Regions from separate parts of the Mus musculus genome. Here all the other regions are linked to region 1. The links are chromatin contacts, called in public HiChIP or PLAC-seq, capture Hi-C and promoter capture Hi-C maps. All regions are on one chromosome and are shown on one strand. Each heading gives the region's core, a stretch centred on a gene start, on an enhancer-like site or on the middle of the called end of the contact. The rest is flanking DNA. Distances are from core to core; before and after follow the strand shown.

The links. Promoter capture Hi-C pulls out the DNA fragments that hold promoters and counts their contacts. HiChIP or PLAC-seq counts read pairs in DNA pulled down with a chosen protein or histone mark. Capture Hi-C pulls out chosen DNA fragments and counts their contacts.
Region 2: a promoter capture Hi-C map of pre-B cells shows a contact between it and region 1, with 4 times the contacts expected there. The contact joins the promoter of Pcbp3 here to the promoter of Gatd3a in region 1.
Region 3: a promoter capture Hi-C map of liver shows a contact between it and region 1, with 2.5 times the contacts expected there. The contact joins the promoter of Polrmt here to the promoter of Gatd3a in region 1. A contact is called at or near these places in 2 of 39 promoter capture datasets (hippocampal neurons and liver) and 2 of 9 other capture datasets (adipose tissue and liver).
Region 4: a contact with region 1 is called in a promoter capture Hi-C map of cranial neural crest. The contact joins the promoter of Palm here to the promoter of Gatd3a in region 1. A contact is called at or near these places in 4 of 39 promoter capture datasets (cranial neural crest, hippocampal neurons, liver and 1 more).
Region 5: a contact with region 1 is called in a promoter capture Hi-C map of liver, with 3 times the contacts expected there. The contact joins the promoter of Med16 here to the promoter of Gatd3a in region 1. A contact is called at or near these places in 3 of 39 promoter capture datasets (cranial neural crest, liver and pre-B cells).
Region 6: a contact with region 1 is called in a capture Hi-C map of embryonic stem cells, with 8 times the contacts expected there. The contact joins the promoter of Hcn2 here to the promoter of Gatd3a in region 1. A contact is called at or near these places in 1 of 39 promoter capture datasets (hippocampal neurons), 1 of 115 datasets of contacts at active chromatin or transcription factors (pancreatic cancer cells) and 1 of 9 other capture datasets (embryonic stem cells).
Region 7: a contact with region 1 is called in an H3K27ac HiChIP or PLAC-seq map of embryonic stem cells, with 6 times the contacts expected there. The contact joins the promoter of Shc2 here to the promoter of Gatd3a in region 1. A contact is called at or near these places in 2 of 39 promoter capture datasets (cranial neural crest and embryonic stem cells) and 2 of 115 datasets of contacts at active chromatin or transcription factors (both in embryonic stem cells).

The regions. Positions count from the first base shown.
Region 1 is chr10:78,168,326-78,171,025 of GRCm38.p6, forward strand. Gatd3a (glutamine amidotransferase like class 1 domain containing 3A) reads right to left here and starts at 1,430. Exons shown (of 7, transcript NM_138601.3): 1 at 1,270-1,430; 2 at 1,048-1,100; 3 at 484-597. The coding sequence starts at 1,404. Pwp2 (PWP2 periodic tryptophan protein homolog (yeast)) reads right to left here. Exons shown (of 21, transcript NM_029546.2): 21 at 2,585-2,700.
Region 2 is chr10:76,960,669-76,963,368 of GRCm38.p6, forward strand. Pcbp3 (poly(rC) binding protein 3) reads right to left here and starts at 1,279. Exons shown (of 16, transcript NM_021568.2): 1 at 1,080-1,279. It overlaps Gm35664 (a long non-coding RNA gene), which reads left to right and starts at 1,473. Exons shown (of 2, transcript XR_380584.1): 1 at 1,473-1,507; 2 at 1,708-1,934.
Region 3 is chr10:79,745,234-79,747,933 of GRCm38.p6, forward strand. Polrmt (polymerase (RNA) mitochondrial (DNA directed)) reads right to left here and starts at 1,348. Exons shown (of 21, transcript NM_172551.3): 1 at 1,232-1,348; 2 at 441-539. The coding sequence starts at 1,319.
Region 4 is chr10:79,792,178-79,794,877 of GRCm38.p6, forward strand. Palm (paralemmin) reads left to right here and starts at 1,395. Exons shown (of 9, transcript NM_023128.4): 1 at 1,395-1,563. The coding sequence starts at 1,559. It also overlaps a transcript of Prss57 not described here.
Region 5 is chr10:79,907,511-79,910,210 of GRCm38.p6, forward strand. It overlaps Med16 (mediator complex subunit 16), which reads right to left and starts at 1,428. Exons shown (of 15, transcript NM_198107.2): 1 at 1,308-1,428; 2 at 1-146. The coding sequence starts at 1,385. It overlaps R3hdm4 (R3H domain containing 4), which reads right to left. Exons shown (of 8, transcript NM_177994.5): 8 at 2,542-2,700. Gm24019 (a small nuclear RNA gene) reads left to right here and starts at 1,685; the gene lies at 1,685-1,791.
Region 6 is chr10:79,715,237-79,717,936 of GRCm38.p6, forward strand. It overlaps Hcn2 (hyperpolarization-activated, cyclic nucleotide-gated K+ 2), which reads left to right and starts at 1,398. Exons shown (of 8, transcript NM_008226.2): 1 at 1,398-1,983. The coding sequence starts at 1,433.
Region 7 is chr10:79,636,603-79,639,302 of GRCm38.p6, forward strand. Shc2 (SHC (Src homology 2 domain containing) transforming protein 2) reads right to left here and starts at 1,316. Exons shown (of 13, transcript NM_001024539.1): 1 at 847-1,316. The coding sequence starts at 1,248.

The sequences.
Region 1 (2,700 bases), core at 180-2,679:
GCCTGTGAGGGCCAAACAGACTCTGTCTCAAACAAACAACAAAAACAAAAACCCGAGGCAGTGGTGGAGTATGCCTCTTATCCCAGCACTCAGTAGGCAGAGGCAGGAGGATCAGAGTTCAAAGCCAGCCTGGTCTACAGAGTGTGTTCCAGGACAGTCTCTCTACATAGAGAAACTTTGGGAAAACAAAACAAAACAAACAACCCCTCCCTGCCAAAAACAAAGCAACAAGATAAAGGGAACACAGTACCACACAGGGACTAGCCAGAGCAGAGCATGACCACCTCACACCCAAAGGCTACTGCTACCCCTGTAACGGTCACGGGGAGGTCAGAAACATTTGGCCCATGGCCATGTATTTCCAGAACAGCCGGATGACAGTTGCTTTGAGGGACAGACACTTGATCACATAATCAGGAAGGCTACAGTACAGGAGCTGCTCATGGGAACAGGGCTCTTGTAAGGTCCTTTCCCTACCCATACCTGCTTTCCCTCTCAGAAGGCTCCCCCTTGGTGTGGTCAATCACGTGCATCTGAGGGACATCGGGAGCAAAGATCTGGACCTCAGCCCCGCCTCGGCTCAGGTGCACCAGGATCCTATATGAAGAAAATCCACAAAGACATCACTTCCAAATGTGTCCTCCGGCCTCACAGCATGACGATTTTACAGATGGACTGGCACCAAGTGCTGGGGAATTCCTAGTTTATAGGACACCTAGTTGCTTTTACGAAGGCACGGCTCCTGCCGCTTACAGACTTCTGCAAGGTAAGGGTAGAACCAGAATAAGTAGGCAAGGCATCCTTTTACTGACTGATGAGCAGCGAGGGTTGTTGACTCCGCAGGTGTTGCATTTTGGGTATGTTCAAGACCCCAGCTTGCTGCCAGGCATTCTGCCTTCACCCAGGGTCCGGGTGGCATCTTTTGTGTCTTGGCTGTGCTAACTTTGGCTTTGGACTTATCACGATGTGAACCCACTGCGCTTGGTCACCCTCTGGCCATTTCTGCCTTTTAAACCAAGAGAGTGTTTACAAACTCTGAGGACTTACGCTGAGGCCTCATGGATCTCGGTTCCGTCATAGACTCCACAGCCCGACAGCACCTGCAGGAAGAGAGGCACTGACGAGGGCGAGGGCCCAACACGCAATTACCGAGGGAGGGGAGGCTGAACCCCACCAAGAGCCGACCTTGGGCGGACAGCTGGTCGACCCCAGGCTGCGGGGACCTAGCAAGGGAAGGCACTCGGCCTGGGAGTCTGGCTCTGCACTCACCAACGCCACCCTGGCCCCGGGCCGCGGTGCGGAGCTGTGAAGGGCTGCGCGCTGGGAGGGAGCCCGGTGGTATCTGGAGAGCGGTAGGAGCGCAGAAGCCAGCCTTGGCGCCACCAAAACCCTGACGGCAGCCATCACGAAGGGCAGCCAGCCACAGTGGTGTCAGGAGAACGTGCGCCGTGGGGCGGGGTCGCGCCTGGCCAATGGAGGAGCGCGTAACAACCCCTTTCTGGAGAGGGCCAGTGGGTGGGGCCGCGCCTGCGCAGTGACCGACGGCGTACGGGAAACCCAGCACCTTTTTCCCTGGAGGACTAGCGGGAGGGAGGGGCCACAGATCTCAGGACACGCCCCCCCTCACCTAAGAGACCGGTTGGCTGGACTTCTCCAGCTCAATGACCGACCGAGCTGGGACACGCCTCTTCTCGGTTTTGAGAGGGCAAGCAAGCAAGTATGCCAGGTTAGGACCTTCCTGCGATCGACCTTGTTGAGCGGCCCGGTCTGCCTAGTTAATGTTTGAAGGGCGCTCATCTTGGTGTAGGCCACCTTGACTACCTATTGCAATTCCAGTCTATGCAATGACTAAAAACTGATTTTAAATAACGGGGTCAGAGCAAGCCCCGCGCCCTCACGGTGCAATCGTAAATTGCTCCTGCCATTGTGTTCTGGGTACCTCTGCAGCTTCCTCACAGGCCACAGTTCTGCCAGTCACGATTCAGTGAAGAGCTGAGCTGAGCATCGTACCTTCCATTTCCTATTTTGAATCAATGTGATTGCTATAGTTGCATACAGTCCGGTGTCCATCGGGGTAATGACCAGATAACTCCCAGAGTTTCACTGCCTCTCCCTAGCCACAGTGAAGGCTGTCAAAGGTGACCTGGCTTCTCTCAACTCCTAGGGATAATTAGCTGCTGGGTGTTCCCATCTTAAGATGGGAACCCTTTCACATTTAGGAGACATTTAGGCCTGGGATGCACAGTATATGCAGAAGCCAGGGAGCATACAGAAGTGGGTTTGGTGGCCCAACACCATTACAGCGAGTCAGGGATTATTCAGTTTCAGGGGACAGTAGTTGGGGGGAGGGGTGGAGCAGTGTCAGGCAATTTGCATCTGGCTGTCCACAGGGGTGGAGTGGGCATGGTTACCACGGAGCAGACTTGTAAAATACTCCAAACTGAGCCCAGTTTCTGGTATGAGAATTAAACTGGATGAGATGTATGAGATGTATGGTGATGGCTGAAGCATGGTTCAGCACTACTTGCCTGCCCTTCCCTGGGCCCTCAGTTCCACATTCATACCACACACAGACAAAACCAGTAAAGCTTCATAAAACTGTATTTGTACTGCAGATGGGGATCCCAAGATGGCACCAAAACAAGCGGGTCCTTGTCTGGGCGGCCAGGGGCCTGGCTGTCCCTGGGCACATAAGAAGCA
Region 2 (2,700 bases), core at 29-2,528, 1.2 Mb before region 1:
GGAGAAAAGGCCGCACCCTGCCCTCGCCCCACATCCATCCTCTGGGCTTCCTTTTTTTTTCCTCCCCAGCTCGTCTCAATCACAAGACATCCGTCTAAGCCTTGCAAGTCCCAGTGAGATCACAGCTATTGTGTGTTGACCCGAAAGCCTGCAGCGTAATGTGCCCACTAACAACTTCTGAATTTAGGGAGGGAGTAAAGAGGCCTGGGTTTTCCTGAGTGGCTCTACCCCGACCCCCGACGTAGGCCAGGGCCAGTTACCGTCAGACTTTCACAAGGACCCTAGGCCGTGCCTGAATCCAAGAACAGGCAAGACCATGCAGAGCTGGAGAGTGAGCCCCTCACTGGAAACTTCTGTCTAGGACCCTGTTCTGGCCCCAGCTCCAAGCCCAAGGGGCTATCAAGAACTACTCTATTCCGGGAGCCCGACCCTCGGCCCCACACTTCCCCACCCACCCACCCACCTCTTTCTCCCTCTCTCTAAGTAATTCCTGCCTCAGCCTAGGACCCCGGTCACAGCCTGGGAAGCTGCTTCCCTTGACCCTTTGCTCAGCCTGATACACATGCCTCTGGGATTCCCATCTTCAGTCCTCCGACCATCGCTTTGGCCTGGGATACCCCCACCCTGCTTTAAGCCTGGGACTCTGCACTAAGCCCTGGAACCTCAGCCTTGAGCCCTCAGAGCTCGGTACTCAGTCCTAGATCCCCGCCCTCAGCCTAGGACCTTGGTCTTGGCCTGGGACCCCTACCTTCAGCCCGGGACCCCCGCCCTCAACCTGGTACCCCCTATTCTCTCCCAGGACCTCCGCCCTCAGCCTGGGACCCTCACCTCAGCCTGGAATCCTCGCCTCAGCTTGGGACCCTCGCCTCAGCCTAGGATCCCGGCCCTAGTACTGAGATCGCCAACCTCAACCCTTCCCCCAGGATCCCCAACACCCCAGCTCGAATGAAGTTTTCTGACTGCGAACTGTCCGGTCCTCTGGCCTTTGGAGGGGTCTCGGCCGGCCTGGGACGCGGCATGCGAGCTACCTCCGCGCTGGACCCCCCCACACACACTTCAACCCGCCGCCACTCACTCACCTGCCCCGCCGCGGACAGGGAGGCCGCGGACCAGGTAGAGCCTATGCTGCCGGTCGGGTGGGGCAGAGGAGGCGTACACGGCGCGACGCGAAGCCCGATGCGACCCAGCGGCGGCCGCGGCGTCTCCTAGCTCAGGCGACGGTAAGCAGCGCCTCGAGCTCTGGCCGAAGCACTGCGCGCGGCGAGGACCCGCCCCCTCCGTGCAACCAGCCACTCCTGCGCAGCCCGCCGCCTCTGGCCCCGCCCCCGCTCAAGGGCAGGGCCTGAGAAAGCGGGCGCCGGGAGCCAATGGAGCTGCGAAACGGTGACCATCACAGCCAATCAGGGCACGGAAAGCTCTCCGGCTAGAAGCCGTTTAGCGTCGAAGGGCGGTTAGGGTTGGGCGGGGCCCCACTCTGGGGCTGGGAGGAGGCGGGGCTTCTGGAAAGGTTAGTCAACTGGCGGGGGCGGGGACAGTACGGGGCGGGGCCAGGGCCGGGCCTGGGGCGGGGCCTCCAGAAGGCTAGAGGGAAGGGAGTGGATGCTTGGTTGTGAGATGGCTGCGGGGCCTGCATCCTCTGCAAGTGTTTGGCACACGCAGCTAGCGGGAGACTGCAGACACCCAGTCTCGCACGCGCTGATATTCTAGGGAGGTCAGTTGGACCCACAGCCTTCGCGACTATGTGGGCCTGATCCGTTGACCGCAGCCCTTCGCGGGTGCCCCTCTCTGCTTGGAAGCCTTTGAAAGCCAACACAGCCCAGACTGTAGAACTTGTGTTTAGGTTCTGGGCCTGCACACCTGTCCACAAGCGATTCAAAGCCGATGGAAGAACTGGCTGTGGTAGTGGCTGTGGGAAAACATGTCATGTTGTTGTTGTTGTTGTTGTTATCTTTTGTGCACCTTTCCTCAGAGGTGTCCTGCTCTATTTTGTGTCAATTAACTATCGTTTTCATCGGACTAAACTTCCTTCATCTGATTGCTCTCTATTAGCTTAGGCTTATTCCTTTCTGCACACCACGAAGGTAAAGGAACCAGGCCAACTTGTAATTCCAGTACTGATAGAAGCTGCGAGTCCTGGGAACTCTGCCTTCCATCAGTACCTAGATACCCAGGAGCCCAGGGTCATCCTTCCTGGCTTCCTGAAGCAACCTGAACCAGCCAGAGAAGGCCTCTTTGGACTTGGAAATCAAGCTTTGCCCTTCATAGGTGGAGAGAGTGATCCACATGTTTACCTCCAGACTTTCGAGAAGCATCTCTGGGAAACAGAGTTGCTTCTTTGTTGTCATATGAACAGACGGGTGAGCAGAGAAGTGGGTTGAGGGTGACATTCTAGCTGAGATGACAAAACTCATCCCGCCCTGAGCCTCAAACCCACCAATGACTCACTTCGGTGCCAATAACGATATATCATACATGCAAAGGGGTGTATACATAGCTCTGTCCCCTCATCCCTCCACCTGTTACAATCACGATCTCTATGGTAGAGTCAGGAAGACTCCGTAGGTCTGAAACCTCACCATAGTAACCAAGTAGCTCTTGGGAATGCCCAGAGTCCTGTGAGTATGATGTCCTGGAATCCACTCTGAAGGGAAAAGTCCTGGTCCCCTGTAGCAGACATATACAGTAGTCACTTGGGATCGA
Region 3 (2,700 bases), core at 98-2,597, 1.6 Mb after region 1:
AAGAAAAAAGAGAGAAAGAGAGAAGGGAGGAATGAGGAGAGAAAGAAAGAAAGAGGAAGGAAGGAAGGAAGACAGACAGGCAGGCCTGGCAGACAGGCTGGATTCCAGCTGCACCTCGACTCTGCAGGACTAAAACTGGAGACTTCTATGTCAGCATTCCAACAATGCAAATCCGGTATTGTTCAGGTGTATTTGGGGCCTCCACTGTCTTCCTAGAAGTGAGAGCCCCAGGTGGGAATCTGGAACTCAGGGAATGGAATTACAGCAGCTCCCAGAACCAGCACAAGAGGACCCACAGGACCACAGACAGGCCAGCCAGACAACACTGCTCAGTGGACTCTGGACCCCATTTTACATACTCCCTTGGAGTGGTCAGGTACAACGCAGAGCACACTCCCTCAAGGCTTCACTGTGGAGAAGGACTTAGGACACCAACTTACCTTCCAGCAGTTCAGCATGGCCCCACTCCCTCAGGACATGTTGCTCACGGGGACTGGCAGCGGAGCTCCTTCTTGAGCTGCAGAAGCCACCAAAAGTCCCTAGAAAGAGACATGAAGAATAAGAACACAGAAACCATCCTATCAAGTGGACACCGTGGCATGCACACTTATTACCCCAGGTCTCTGGAGGCTGAGGTGGGAGGGTCTCCAATTGGATTCCAGCCTGGGCTACAAAGGAAGTTCTAGGTTAAGCTAGTGTGAGTTCCTGCCTCAAACTTACGTCATGCCCAGAAAGAAATGGATCAAAAGACAAGGACTGCCAGGCATGGGATCTCAGAACTCAGGAGGTTGAAGCAGTAGGACCTGAGTTCAAATAAAGCATCCAGCATGAACCACATGGAAACACCATGGCTCAAAAAAAAAAAAAAAAAAAAAAAAAAAACACGCCCCGCCCACAAATAAATCCAGACCCAGAAAAAGACCAACTTCAAGGGCAGAACAGGCCAAAGCTATAAGGATCGGGGTGCAGGATCCAGCAAGAAGTACTCCTAACTAAAAGTAGCCAAAGGTCAATGCCAATATCCGTAAGTCCCCAACAGTGGGTCAGAGACATGGAAAAGCGAGCAACAATCAAAAGTCAAAGTGCCCTGCGGACCTAGAGAGACGTTGCCAACTAGTGCCCAGCTAAATGGGTCCCCAGAAACTCCTCCATAGGTCAAAGAACAAAGGTTGAAGGTGACCGGGATCCTAAGGAAGGGAAGATTATAGTCCTGGATCCGACACTCCTTTACCTTCCTCCGAAGGCGGGCGGTGGGGCCCAGGGGAGCGCAGAACCCGGCCAAGCCCGGCTGCGCTTCGGGTCCACCGGAGCGCCGACATGCCGCCTGCTGCCCGCAGTGCGCACGCGCACGCGCCGCCTGCAGGGAGCTGTAGTTCTGCGACTGCCGGAAGCGCTCTTAGGGTCTGTCCTGTGAGAGGAGTCGAAGGAGAACTACAACTCCCAAGAGGCAGCGGGCAGCGTGGCGGCAAGAGAGCATGCGCAGAAATACTCTTCTGATTCGTTCTTTTCATATCCAAGTTCCCTCTTTAGTTTTTATATTTTTTTGTTCTTTGATTGACTGGTTTCTGCTTTATTTTATTTGTTCATATATATGTGCGTAACATTTACATATGTGTATATATTATGTACTATATGCACATTTTTGGCACAAAGTCTCACTATTTAACCATGAATGTCCTGGAATTTAACAGGATTCCCTTGAACTCAACAGATATCCTCCTTATACTCCTGCTCTGCCACCCAGTACTGGGACTATAGTCGTGCGCCACCACGCCCAGTCCCTACCCTATTTGTTTCTCCTCCTCTTCCTCCTCCTCCTCTCTGCCTCTCTCTGTCTCTGTCTCTCTGTATGTATATGTGTTTGTGCAAATGGAATCAGGGCCGTAGAAAGATGGAAAAGACGTGTAAATAGTACCACATCGCGATTTCATTCATCCATCCATCCATTCATTCATTCACATTCACAGAGTCCCATGTAGCTCATGTTAGCTTCCAATTTACATGTATGAGAACTAATCTGGAAAGCCTGACCTTGCTGTCTTCTCCTTCCCAGTGTTGGACTAAGGGATCTATCTACACGTAGCCCAGGTTGGTTTCAAACTTCTAATGTGGCCAAAGATGACAGTGAATTCCTGATCCTCCTGCCTCCTAGCTCAGGAAGTGCCGGATGACAGATATGTGCTATCACGCACCAGCATTTTATATTTGAGACAGAATCTCACTAAATTTTCCAGGCTAATTCTGTAGCTCAGACAGTACCCTCCTGAGAAGACAGGACCTGGGCTCATTTTCTCAGTACTAGGGCTTCTACTGTCTGGAGCGCATCAGTGAGAGCTTTGGGTTTATAATCCCAGCCCTCTGGAGGTAAAGGCAGGCGGATTCAAATTTAAGCACATAAAATGCACATAAAACCTTGTCTCAATCAGGCAGTCGGGCAAGCAAACGGACAGATAAACAGACACACACACAAACTCAGAGCTGGGTGTGGTGGCACACACCGTTTTTGCTTTTGTTTTTGTTTTTTTAAAGATTTATTTATTTTATGTATCTGAGTACACTATCTCTGTCTACCAGAAGAGGGCATTGAATTCCATTACAGATGGTTGTGAGCCACCATGTGGTTGCTGGGAAATGAACTCAGGACCACTGGAAGGTCAGTCAGTGCTCTTAACCCCAGGTGGCACACACCTTTAATCCCAG
Region 4 (2,700 bases), core at 145-2,644, 1.6 Mb after region 1:
TTATTTATTTATTATATGTAAGTACACTGTAGCTGTCCTCAGACACTCCAGAAGAGGGAGTCAGATCTTGTTTCGGATGGTTGTAAGCCACCATGTGGTTGCTGGGATTTGAACTCCTGACCTTCAGAAGAGCAGTCGGGTGCTCTTACCCACTGAGCCATCTCACCAGCCCTAAATCTTAACTCACTTGCTTAGGAGACAAAGATAGTGTCCTGAATCCCCAGAGCATACAGTAAGAACTCAGTCATTCTCTTTTGACTGAAAAGACAGTGGTCCAGGAACATGGAAGATACCAGCTGTCAGTCTGAGCATCTAATAATGCAGGCTCAGCAAAATATAGCATTCAGCCTGTCTTTGTCAGTAAAGTTTTATTGACACACAGCATAGAGCCCATCAATGTTGATAAAGTTTTATTGACACAGAACCACTTCACAGATCTCCTCCAGCTCCTCTGGTGTTCATGATAAGTGTACTGTCCTTGCAACACAAACCACCTGGCCAACAATGCTGGCAGTGTTTACTATCTGGCCTTTTATCTGAAAAGTTCGCCTGACCCTCAGTGTGTCCAGGTGAGACGACACCGTTAGCCCTCTAGCATCTGAGGAGGTGGGATGGGCAGAGAGGTGAAAAGGCTGAGAAACAGACACAGAATCACACACCACTATACCGGTGAGCCCAGATCCAAACCCAGGGAAGATAGGTGTGGTGGTGCAGGCCTGGCTAAGGCAGTGGGTACTTTCAGGACAGCCTAGTCTACATATTAGTCTACATAATTTCAAAAGAAGTCCAAGGGAAAGTGGGTGGCTTGGCAGGAAGGCAGTGGAAGATGTCCTGGGACCTCCACGTGCACACAAAGTGAGCATACAGTCTCCAAAACCAAACCAAAGGACAACGACTCTATCAGAGAAGCGAATTTTGTGACTCACTCTCCCTGCGCTGCCCCAAGGCCCAGTGAGTGTCTAAGGCCAAGGAGCTGCAGTCCAGGCAGAAAGTCACATGGTGCACTCTCTGAGGGAGACAGGCCCTATGTCTTTCTTACTGTGGCTCTCCAGTGCCCTGGGAACAAAGTCTAAGTTCACCCAATACCCCTTTGCTCAGTCTGGCAGCATCACAGGGCTGACTAAACTCCTGAGTTCAGTAAACCATATCCAGCCATTGGCCCAGGCTGGGCCTCGTGCAGGAACTGAACCCCCTCAAGAGCTGCTGCTGTGGCTCTCTCGCGGGTCGGGGGTCCGACTTGGGGCCCTAAACTATATCAGGACTCCTTTCATTCCATGGAGAACTCAGGGTGACTGGGTCCGGGATCTCTGCGACGTTTTGGGGTGCAGCTGCGCGGTGCGGAGCGTCTGCGGCCAGCAGGAGGCGCGCGCGGGCGCGAGGGATACAGGGAACGCGCAGAGGCGGCGCGCACACGAGCCCACCCGGCCGCGCCCGGACAATACCCGGCGCGCTGGGGACGATGCCCGCCCCGGTGCCGCCCCCGCGCCGCACAGCCCCGGCCGCCAGGCCCTAGAGTCGGCCCTGCCCCGCGCTGCACCGCCCACGGACCTCGCGGGAGATGGAGTGAGTACCCGGCCGCGCGCGCTCTGACGCCCCAGGCCCCCAACGGGGAACCTAGAGGCGACGCGGGGAGACCGTGCCCAGCTGCAAAAGGGAAGGATCGAGCTGGGCCGCGCACTCCAGGCCTGGTCCCCAATCAAGCTGGAGGGGGGGGCACCTGGGTTGCACCACACATCTCTTGCAGGATGCAAAGGAGAGAGGCCCACGCGCGCGCAAGACCCTTTATCCAAGCTGGGCCACCTGTGGGTGGGCGCCCCCCCCCCAAGAGGCTGCGGGACTTCGGAAGTAATGGGACCCTTACTCAAGAGGCTGGGTGCTCCCCGCTTCCCCTCCCCCAGCTTCGGCTTGCTGCTCCTGGCGCTTCTGTCGGTCCTTCCTGCGCTCTGCCCTCCTCGTGGCCTCTTCTGGGTCCGCAGCCTCTTGGCCAAACCAATTCCGACCCCTTAGATGTCCTGAGTTGCCACTGGCTGGAGAGGTAGATTTCTGTGGAGAGCTAGGCGGGCGGTTCCCTGACAGAAGCTTTAATCAGATTTCCCCCTTTCCCTCTAAGAGTATCCCCTCCCCCTTCCCAGAAAAAGCGGGGACCAGATGGTGTGACTCAAAGGAGTGGCTGACTGAGGTTGAAAATGATGGTGGAACCCAGTCCCCAAACCTAGTCTGAGTGAGCTGGGGTCTGTTTGTGTGGGTTTGCGAAGCGATGGGCAGTGGAAGATTTCATACGCACCGGGGCCCGTTCAGGCATGCAGCCCGCTCTGGGCAACGTGAGGGTGTCCCCCAAGCCCCTTACTCCCACAGGTGGGAAAGATAGGTGGTCTAGGGGTGCTTGACAAGCCTGGTGGTAGGAAAACATCTTCTAGGTCACAAATCTGCCTGCTTGGTGTCTTGGGGCATCCCACACAGGGAGCCTGTCCTTACCGAAGCCAGGGCTGGGACAGAGCAGTCTGGCCAGCCCGACTTGGCTGGTGACCGCTCCCCCTGCCCTTCCCTCTCTGGGTGTGTTTTGTGCAAGACAACTTTCCTCTTGGGATTAACCCGTGACCCGCCACACCCTCCGATGGGTGGGAGCTGTCACATCCTTCCCTGGCCAAGAAGGCTGACACCCAGCCCTGGCGTCCTTTACTTCAGAAAGCCCAGACAAAG
Region 5 (2,700 bases), core at 178-2,677, 1.7 Mb after region 1:
TCTGTGGTGAAGGCAATGAGGTTCCTGCAGGACCAGGCACAAGCCAGGGGCAGCGACGGGCAGTACGTGCTCTTGGCCCACTTCTCCCATTCGCACACATAGGCCAGGTCCATCATACCCACCGCACCCAGCACGGTCCCTGGCTCCTGGGGAAAAGGGAGGCAGTGCTCTATAGCAGCTCCCAGCTAAAGGGTGTCTAGAATGTTCTCCAGCGAGAGCCCTGCTATAAAATCCATGATGCCCCGCCTGGGGTCACTCCTCCCTAGGCAACCCAGATCAGCCTGAGCTCAGCCTACAAACGCTAAGCACCCTCCACACACACAACCGGGCCCACCCCTACCACTTCAGTCTGGGCCTCAGTCTACACTCTAGTTCAGTCTCCAAGCCTTGCCTGGGACCTAGTAGCTTAGACCCCGCAGCAGCCCATGCCACACAATACTCTCAACAAGTTAACATCCAAGGCTCAAATTCTGAGCCTTTTTTTGTTTTTTTTTTTTTGAGACAGGGTTTCTCTGTGTAGCCCTGGCTCTCCTGGAACTCACTCTGTAGACCAGGCTGGCCTCGAACTCTGAAATCCGCCTGCCTCTGCCTCCCAAGTGCTGGGATTAAAGGCGTGCGCCTGGCAAAAAGCCTGAGTCTTTTTTTTTTTCTTTTTGGTTTTTCGAGACAGGGTTTCTCTGTATAGCTCTGGCTGTCCTGGAACTCACGTTGTAGACCAGGCTGGCCTCGAACTCAGAAATCCGCAGCCTCTGCCTCCCAAATGCTGGGATTAAAGGCGTGAACCACCACACCCGGCTAAATCCTGAGTCTTAACACACACACCTCCACCACCTCCCGCCCAAGCTCGTTAAGCTCCACCCACATTGTCTAATCACCCTAGGCTCCGCCTCCAAACCAAACTGGTAAATTCAGCCTCAGTTTCTGCTCAGCTTGTGACTACTAGGTCACCTCTCTGCATCGATCTCAGATCTTTAGCACCCCCAACCCCGGCCCACCTTAGACTCCGCTCCCTAGGCCACATCCCTCTCTATCAGTCTTATTTCTTCAGACTCTGCCCCTCCATCCAACTTCTGAACTCAGGCCACGCCCCTCCCAGGGAGGCTCAGCCCCTCGGACCACGCCCCCTCCTCAACCCCGTCGCCTTAGGCTCCCCCTATTCACATCCCTCCCACAACGGCCTCTACCCAGCAAGCTTTGTTCCCAGGCCCGCCCTCTGACCCCGCAAGCCCCGCCCCTCGGCCTTCCGCTCGCGGTTTTAGCCTGAAACGCACCAGCCACGAGTCCCGTACCCCGCACGCCGTACTAACCTGTCCGCCCCGGGCGCCCAGTCGGCCCGGCGGCCGCGGTCCACACTCGCCCCAACGCCCGGGATCCGACGCCGCCATCTCTAGGCCCGCGCCGGCCCCCTCGCACAGACTTGTGGGAGAAGCTCGGCTACTCCCCTGCCCCGGTTAATTTGCATATAATATTTCCTAGTAACTATAGAGGCTTAATGTGCGATAAAAGACAGATAATCTGTTCTTTTTAATACTAGCTACATTTTACATGATAGGCTTGGATTTCTATAAGAGATACAAATACTAAATTATTATTTTAAAAAACAGCACAAAAGGAAACTCACCCTAACTGTAAAGTAATTGTGTGTTTTGAGACTATAAATATCCCTTGGAGAAAAGCCTTGTTTGTGCTCGCTTCGGCAGCACATATACTAAAATTGGAACGATACAGAGAAGATTAGCATGGCCCCTGCGCAAGGATGACACGCAAATTCGTGAAGCGTTCCATATTTTGTTCCTCAGAGGAACTGACAAGCACCCTAACATCCTATTGGAGGCTCACTCACGTTTTTTCTATTTTGTTTCTTGACAGCAGAGCTCGTTGCTCACTGTATAGCTCAGGTTGGCCTGACACTGATGAGGTTCTCCAGTGACTGCCTCTACCTACCTACTGGGATGACAGAGGTGTACCACCAAGCCACGGGCTCCTGTGTGAGTGTGTGTGTGTGTGTATAAGTGTGCCTTCCACAGTGCACGTAAGAGGACAAGGAGTTGGTTCTTGCTCTCAGATCATCAAGCTTGGCGGCAAGCACCTTAACGTGCTTAACCATTTTGCTGGCCCTCAAGTGACTGTTGTTTGAGGCAGGGTCTCACTGTATGGCCCTGGCTATGTAGACTAGCTGGCCTTGAACTCACAGAGATCCATCAGCCTCTGGCTCCTGAGTGCTAGGATTCAGAGGTGTCCAACAATGAGACCTGTCTACCACATGGCCCAGGCTGGCCTCAAAATCACTTGTCACTGGTCACCATGTGGTTTAAATGGTGCTGGGGATGGAACCCAGGGCTTTGAGCATGCTAACCAATTGCTTTCCCCATCGAACCCCAACCTGGCACCTCATCTTTAAGCATTTTACATGTTGTAAAATGAACTAATGTTATAGAGACTTTGAGGTTCCCCCGTGTCCAGCTTGCTAGCTCGTGCCCTCAGTGATCTCCCAGTCTCACCCACCCCCACCAAACCTAAAGACAAACACGGGGACAGGACTCGAGCACCAAGGCTTTATTAAAATCGTCCCTTTCCCCCAAGCTCAAAGAATCACACAGAAGGGGAAGGGAAGGAGGGCCAGGCCTGCTGAACATATAAGACCTCTGCAGTGACCACAGCTATGCTGAGCAGCAGAGGGGACAGGGGAGGGGACAGGGA
Region 6 (2,700 bases), core at 148-2,647, 1.5 Mb after region 1:
ACTGTCAACTGTGATGTTCAAAAGTGGAGGCCAGAGGGGTGCCAGGGGCAGCTCCAGAGTCCCCGGGGTCGGGGCAGCCCATCTGTGTCAGATGAGGGCATGCAGCTGGCATGGCACATCCAACATCACTGGACACCTACTGTGAGCAGACAGAAGTCATAGCCCCATTCTTGAGACACTCAACCAATAGCTAAATATGAGGTCAGGCCAGAAACAGTGAAGGCTGTAGGGACCTTGATGACCCATAAAGGGCTGGAAGGGTCCAAGAGAAGTTAAGAGGGACCCAGAAGATCTAAAAGGGTCTAGAAAGGGTCCAGAAGCATCCAGGGGAGTTTGTAAAAGGTCAGAAGGATTTAAGTGAACTTAGGGTCCAGGGAAATAAGGGAGAATCTAAGGATGCCCAGAGGGGACATAAGAAGGTCCCAAGAGTCTCCTGAATGAGAACTTTCTTCCCACCAGTTCACAGCTATTCTTCCCCTGTATTTCCTCCCTTCTCCCCAACATCCTGTCATAAAATCCTCTCCACTCTTTGGTGAAGAAGGGTGGGAATTTAGAGTCAGAACTAGTGTCACCTGGCTCCAGCCTCAGGCCACAGCCTTAGGACCCCCAGGAGCCAATGTCTCCCCGGACCTGGGGTAAAGTGTGGAATGTAACTGATGCCTGAGTCAAGGTGGCAGAGAGTAGGGGTCGGGTATATGTACAGAGGCAGAAGTTGAACCAGGATCCCCTGGAGACCGCTAAGGACTACCTAACCTGGGATCCTCACTTTTTAAGGGAGAAGTCGCCAGAAGCCACAGGAGTCTTGCTACTGTTTTTGTTGCCTGACCATGCCTCAGTTTCCCCACAAGTAGGGCTTGGAGATGGGCTGAGATTAGAACCCAGAATGATCTCAGCCCTTCTCACAAATATTCATAGGTTTCTGCCTTGGAGGCGGTGAAAGCGACAGAGCCAGAGATATGGTAGCCTCCGGGAACACACTTTTATTATGGAATCTGCCACCTTGAACCGAGAAAGGAGTTGGCACCCGAGGGGTGAGCGTCAGCGGTTGCCCCGCCCGCGGTGTCCTCGAGATCGCGGAGGAACCCCAGAGTGGACCAGGGCTTGGTCTGCATCGTGCGTCAAGGCAGGGGCCCGCCGGCTGGGCTCTGTGACCTTGGGTTCGTCCTTGGCCTCAGTTTCCCCCTGGGGAACCGAGCCTGAGCGCATCTCCAAGGTCTCAAGGGGCTGACTGACCTTGAGCCTGCTTGCTGGCCAGAGCCTCAGTTTCCCCATCCATCCCTGTGTGGGGTGAGGGTGGTTCAGGTGGAGGCGGGGCTCCCGCCCCCGCCCCTCCCCCGCAAGCAGAGGCTCCACCCCCGGCTCCGCCCTCCCTCGGGCTCGGCCGGCGGCGGCGGCGGCCGCTCCGCTCCGCACTGCCCGGCGCCGCCTCGCCATGGATGCGCGCGGGGGCGGCGGGCGGCCGGGCGATAGTCCGGGCACGACCCCTGCGCCGGGGCCGCCGCCACCGCCGCCGCCGCCCGCGCCCCCTCAGCCTCAGCCACCACCCGCGCCACCCCCGAACCCCACGACCCCCTCGCACCCGGAGTCGGCGGACGAGCCCGGCCCGCGCGCCCGGCTCTGCAGCCGCGACAGCGCCTGCACCCCTGGCGCGGCCAAGGGCGGCGCGAATGGCGAGTGCGGGCGCGGGGAGCCGCAGTGCAGCCCCGAGGGCCCCGCGCGCGGCCCCAAGGTTTCGTTCTCATGCCGCGGGGCGGCCTCCGGGCCCTCGGCGGCCGAGGAGGCGGGCAGCGAGGAGGCGGGCCCGGCGGGTGAGCCGCGCGGCAGCCAGGCTAGCTTCCTGCAGCGCCAATTCGGGGCGCTTCTGCAGCCCGGCGTCAACAAGTTCTCCCTGCGGATGTTCGGCAGCCAGAAGGCCGTGGAGCGCGAGCAGGAACGCGTGAAGTCGGCGGGGGCCTGGATCATCCACCCCTACAGCGACTTCAGGTGCCGCCTCCGGGAGGGGCCCGTCCTTGGCGCGCCCGGGAGAGGGCGGGGCGCCACGTCCCGGATGGTGACCTCGGGGTGGTGGCAGTTCGAGTCACCGGGCCGAGGATGGGGGGTAGTCCCCTCGCGGTGACCTCGGGCTCGACCCGGACCCACCCCCGAGGGACCCTGGTGTGCAGAGGGTCCGCCCTTTTGGAGGCCTGGAGTGAGGGGGTCCTTGGCGCTCCCCCTCCCGCGCGCCCTAGTTGCAGTGGGCGAGAACCGCGGCCTCAGGGCCAGGGTCTGAGCGCATAGGGGTGGAGAGGACGAATAGAGGGGAACGTGGGTGCCCGTAGGCCGCGGAGCAGAAATGAGGGTGGAAAGATGGGTAGAAAGGAGAAAGGAAGAAAAAGGAGGAGGAAGGAAAAGAAGGGAAGGAAAGAAGGAAGAAATAAGGAAGGACGCATGGGAAAGGACGCGCTCGGGAGGCCTCGGGGAGGGCGTTATTAAGCGGGCGCCTCGCGTTCCCACGGTCTCCACTTGCGCCCGGGGCGGGCGCGTTCCGAGTACCCACACATCCCGGGTGTGTGGCTACGGACGTGGCCTGAGTTGGCTGCTGCGTGCAGCGAAAGAAGCTGGCGTAGGGCCATGACCCGAGTGTTTGCGTCTGTCTCTCCTTTCCGAGCGAGCTTGTGATGTGATGCCCGAGAGGGTCCTGGGGAGGCGTGTTTCGGTGGA
Region 7 (2,700 bases), core at 66-2,565, 1.5 Mb after region 1:
TGACTTGAGGGCACGTGGTACACCATCCCCCCACCCTTGCAAAGGTCACAATAGAAACCTGGGTAGGGGCTGGGGCTAAGCAGATACAGAGCTCAACTAACATGAAAAGGGCTGAGCTCCATCCCCAGCATCATAGGGAATGGGTGTGGTGGTGCATGACTGTCACCCTGGCTCTTGCAAAGTGGAAGCAGGAGGATCAGGAATGCAAGGTTATCCTCAGCTACATAGTGACTTCCAGGTCAGCCTGAGCTACATGAGACCCCGTTTCAAAAACAAAACAAAGAACAAAGGTCTGGAAGTGGTGACACTCATCTTAGCATCCCAATATTTGGGGTTGATAAGCCAGAATGATGGCCTGCAGCTGGAAGTCGCTATCCTCTGGCCAAATCCCTACCCCTTTCCACCTCTGCCAAAATAAAGGGGATAAACAAAGCCAGGCCCCTTCACTTCATCGGCTCTGATGTGGAATTTGGAACCCTGAGCCCTGAGCTTGAGTCCCCACTATAAGCCTGCAAAGTTGCTTTCTCCGGGGTCAGGGAACCCTCGGATACCTAGTCCTTATCTTAAGGACTCTCCCACCCAATAGCGGAGGGGGGGTGCGGCTAGCTTGCGCATGCGTGTGTCCCCTCCCTACCTGCGCCCTCTCCCCGCCCCTCCCCACGTGACGCCGTGAGAACCCGGACCCCAGCGCCTGCGAGTGGGGGCGGTCGAGAAGCGCGCGTACTGGAGACTGGGTTCCTGGGTTGTGGGGAGCGCTCACTTGGCTCTTGGGGTCCAAGAGACCAAACTGGGGGTGGGAGCGGTCCCCGACCACGGCGCGCCGGGAAAGAGGCTGAGCGCACTCACCCGAACGATGTAAGAGACCCCGGGCCCCAGGACCCTGGCATCGGGATGCAACCAGCCGTGCGCCGGCTTGTGAATGAAGCCGCCCTTGCGCACCCACTCGTCAGCGACATCCGGAGTCACCCGCGCGCCCCGCGTCCCCGAGCCCCGGCAGCGGCCGAGCGCGGGCAGCGGACAGGGCGCGGCGCAGCGCGGTTCGCAAGCGCCCAACACAGCGGCCAGCGCGGGGACCCCGGGCTCCGGCTGCGCCTCTGCCACCCCCGCCACGCGCGTCGCCGCGGGACCGCGGCCCAGGAAGCTACCCGGCGCTGCGAACTTCCACTGCGGCATCCGCGGCAGCAGTGCGCAGAAGGTGGTGGGCGCCTCGGGCTCGGGGGCCGCGCGGCCACCCGGACCCTGCGTCATGGCCGCGGCCGCCGAGGAGCCCCGGCTGAGCCTGGTCCAGAGCCGTGCGCTCCTCCCCGCCGAGTGATGTCACCGCTCCGCGCAGCGCGCAGCCGCGGGGGGCTACACTCCTGGGACCCCGACCCTGTTCTGGCAGCGCCGCCTCCGACCTAGCGCAGCCTGCCGGGGCTCCCCGAGGGAATGTCCAGTCAGGCTCAGACCGATGGGGAAACTGAGGACAGGGGTCGCATACACGGGGCGGGGCGCCATTCTTCAACTTCCAAGTCTCTGCCTTCACTCCAGCAGCATCCTATCCTCCCTTCTTTTCTTCTAAATAGAGAAACTAAGGCCTGAAGTCGCAGGTGCAGGGAGTGATCCCCTAACCCCGAGGCCACCCTTCACCACTGTTCCAGCAACATCCTGCCCTTCTTTACTTCTAAGTTGAGAAACTGAGGCCTGGCTTTGTAGAGCTATCCTCCGGCCCCTAAGTATCCCTTAAGCCACTGTTCCACCGGGTTTGCTCAGTGAGGAAACCGAGGGCTAGGGTAAGGATAAGGCACAAAAGGGAACTTGAGGTCTGGGTGGTAGAGGCAGGATGAGACTATCCGGGTCCTTGACACGTTCAGTCATATCCTGCCCAACTTTACTTCTAAATAGGGTCCAAATAGGGCCTGGGCCAGTGCACAGGCTGGGGTCCAGGACAAGAGAACCTCAGACTCAGAGGGTACCCCCTCCAACTGAACCTTCTTTACTGGTTAGTGGGAAAACTGAACCCTGGAGCAAGGCCAAGGCTTAAAGGGAAACTGAGGCCTGGAAGTGAAGCAAGTGCCCAGGACACCGCGGGTGGCGCTGCGTCTGGAGAAGTCTAAAGGTGACCATGGGTCGCTTCTGCTGGCTCCTGGCCTGTTTCCTAGGCTGTAAGCAAAGGACATCCATCGGTTCTTTGGGTTCATATTGGAACCCGAGGGTCAGAACTCTCAGGCCTGCCAACAGCCCCAGCCCAGGCTCAAGAGACCTCGGAGACACCGATTCAGACCCCAAGGGGATTCCTTCTGTGAGGGAAGGGGTTGTCATCATCACCCTGCCTCTGTCCCCCGCCCTTTCCAGGACAGTACTGCCGGGAAACAAAGAGAAGAGTGCTGGGCGGGGCAGGGTGCGGAGGAGGGGCAAGGCCGGCCAGATCGATGCGAGAGAAACTAGATCACTGCCTGTGGAGGGGGCGGAGGCGCGCGCGCCTGGCTCTCAGCCACTTCCACACAGGCACTCTCAGGAGCCCAGCCAGGTCGCCTTTGGTGTTGTCTGCTGGAAGAGGAGCGCCACTGGGCTGAAGTCTGAAAAATGGCTGTAGAATCTAGCTGATTAAGTGTGGACCAAGGCGTTCCCGGTCTGGGTGCACAAACATCACTGAATGGGGAGGTTATAGGGCTGGCTCTACTCTTTAATCTGCGGCAACAAATGACGTAAATAATACTC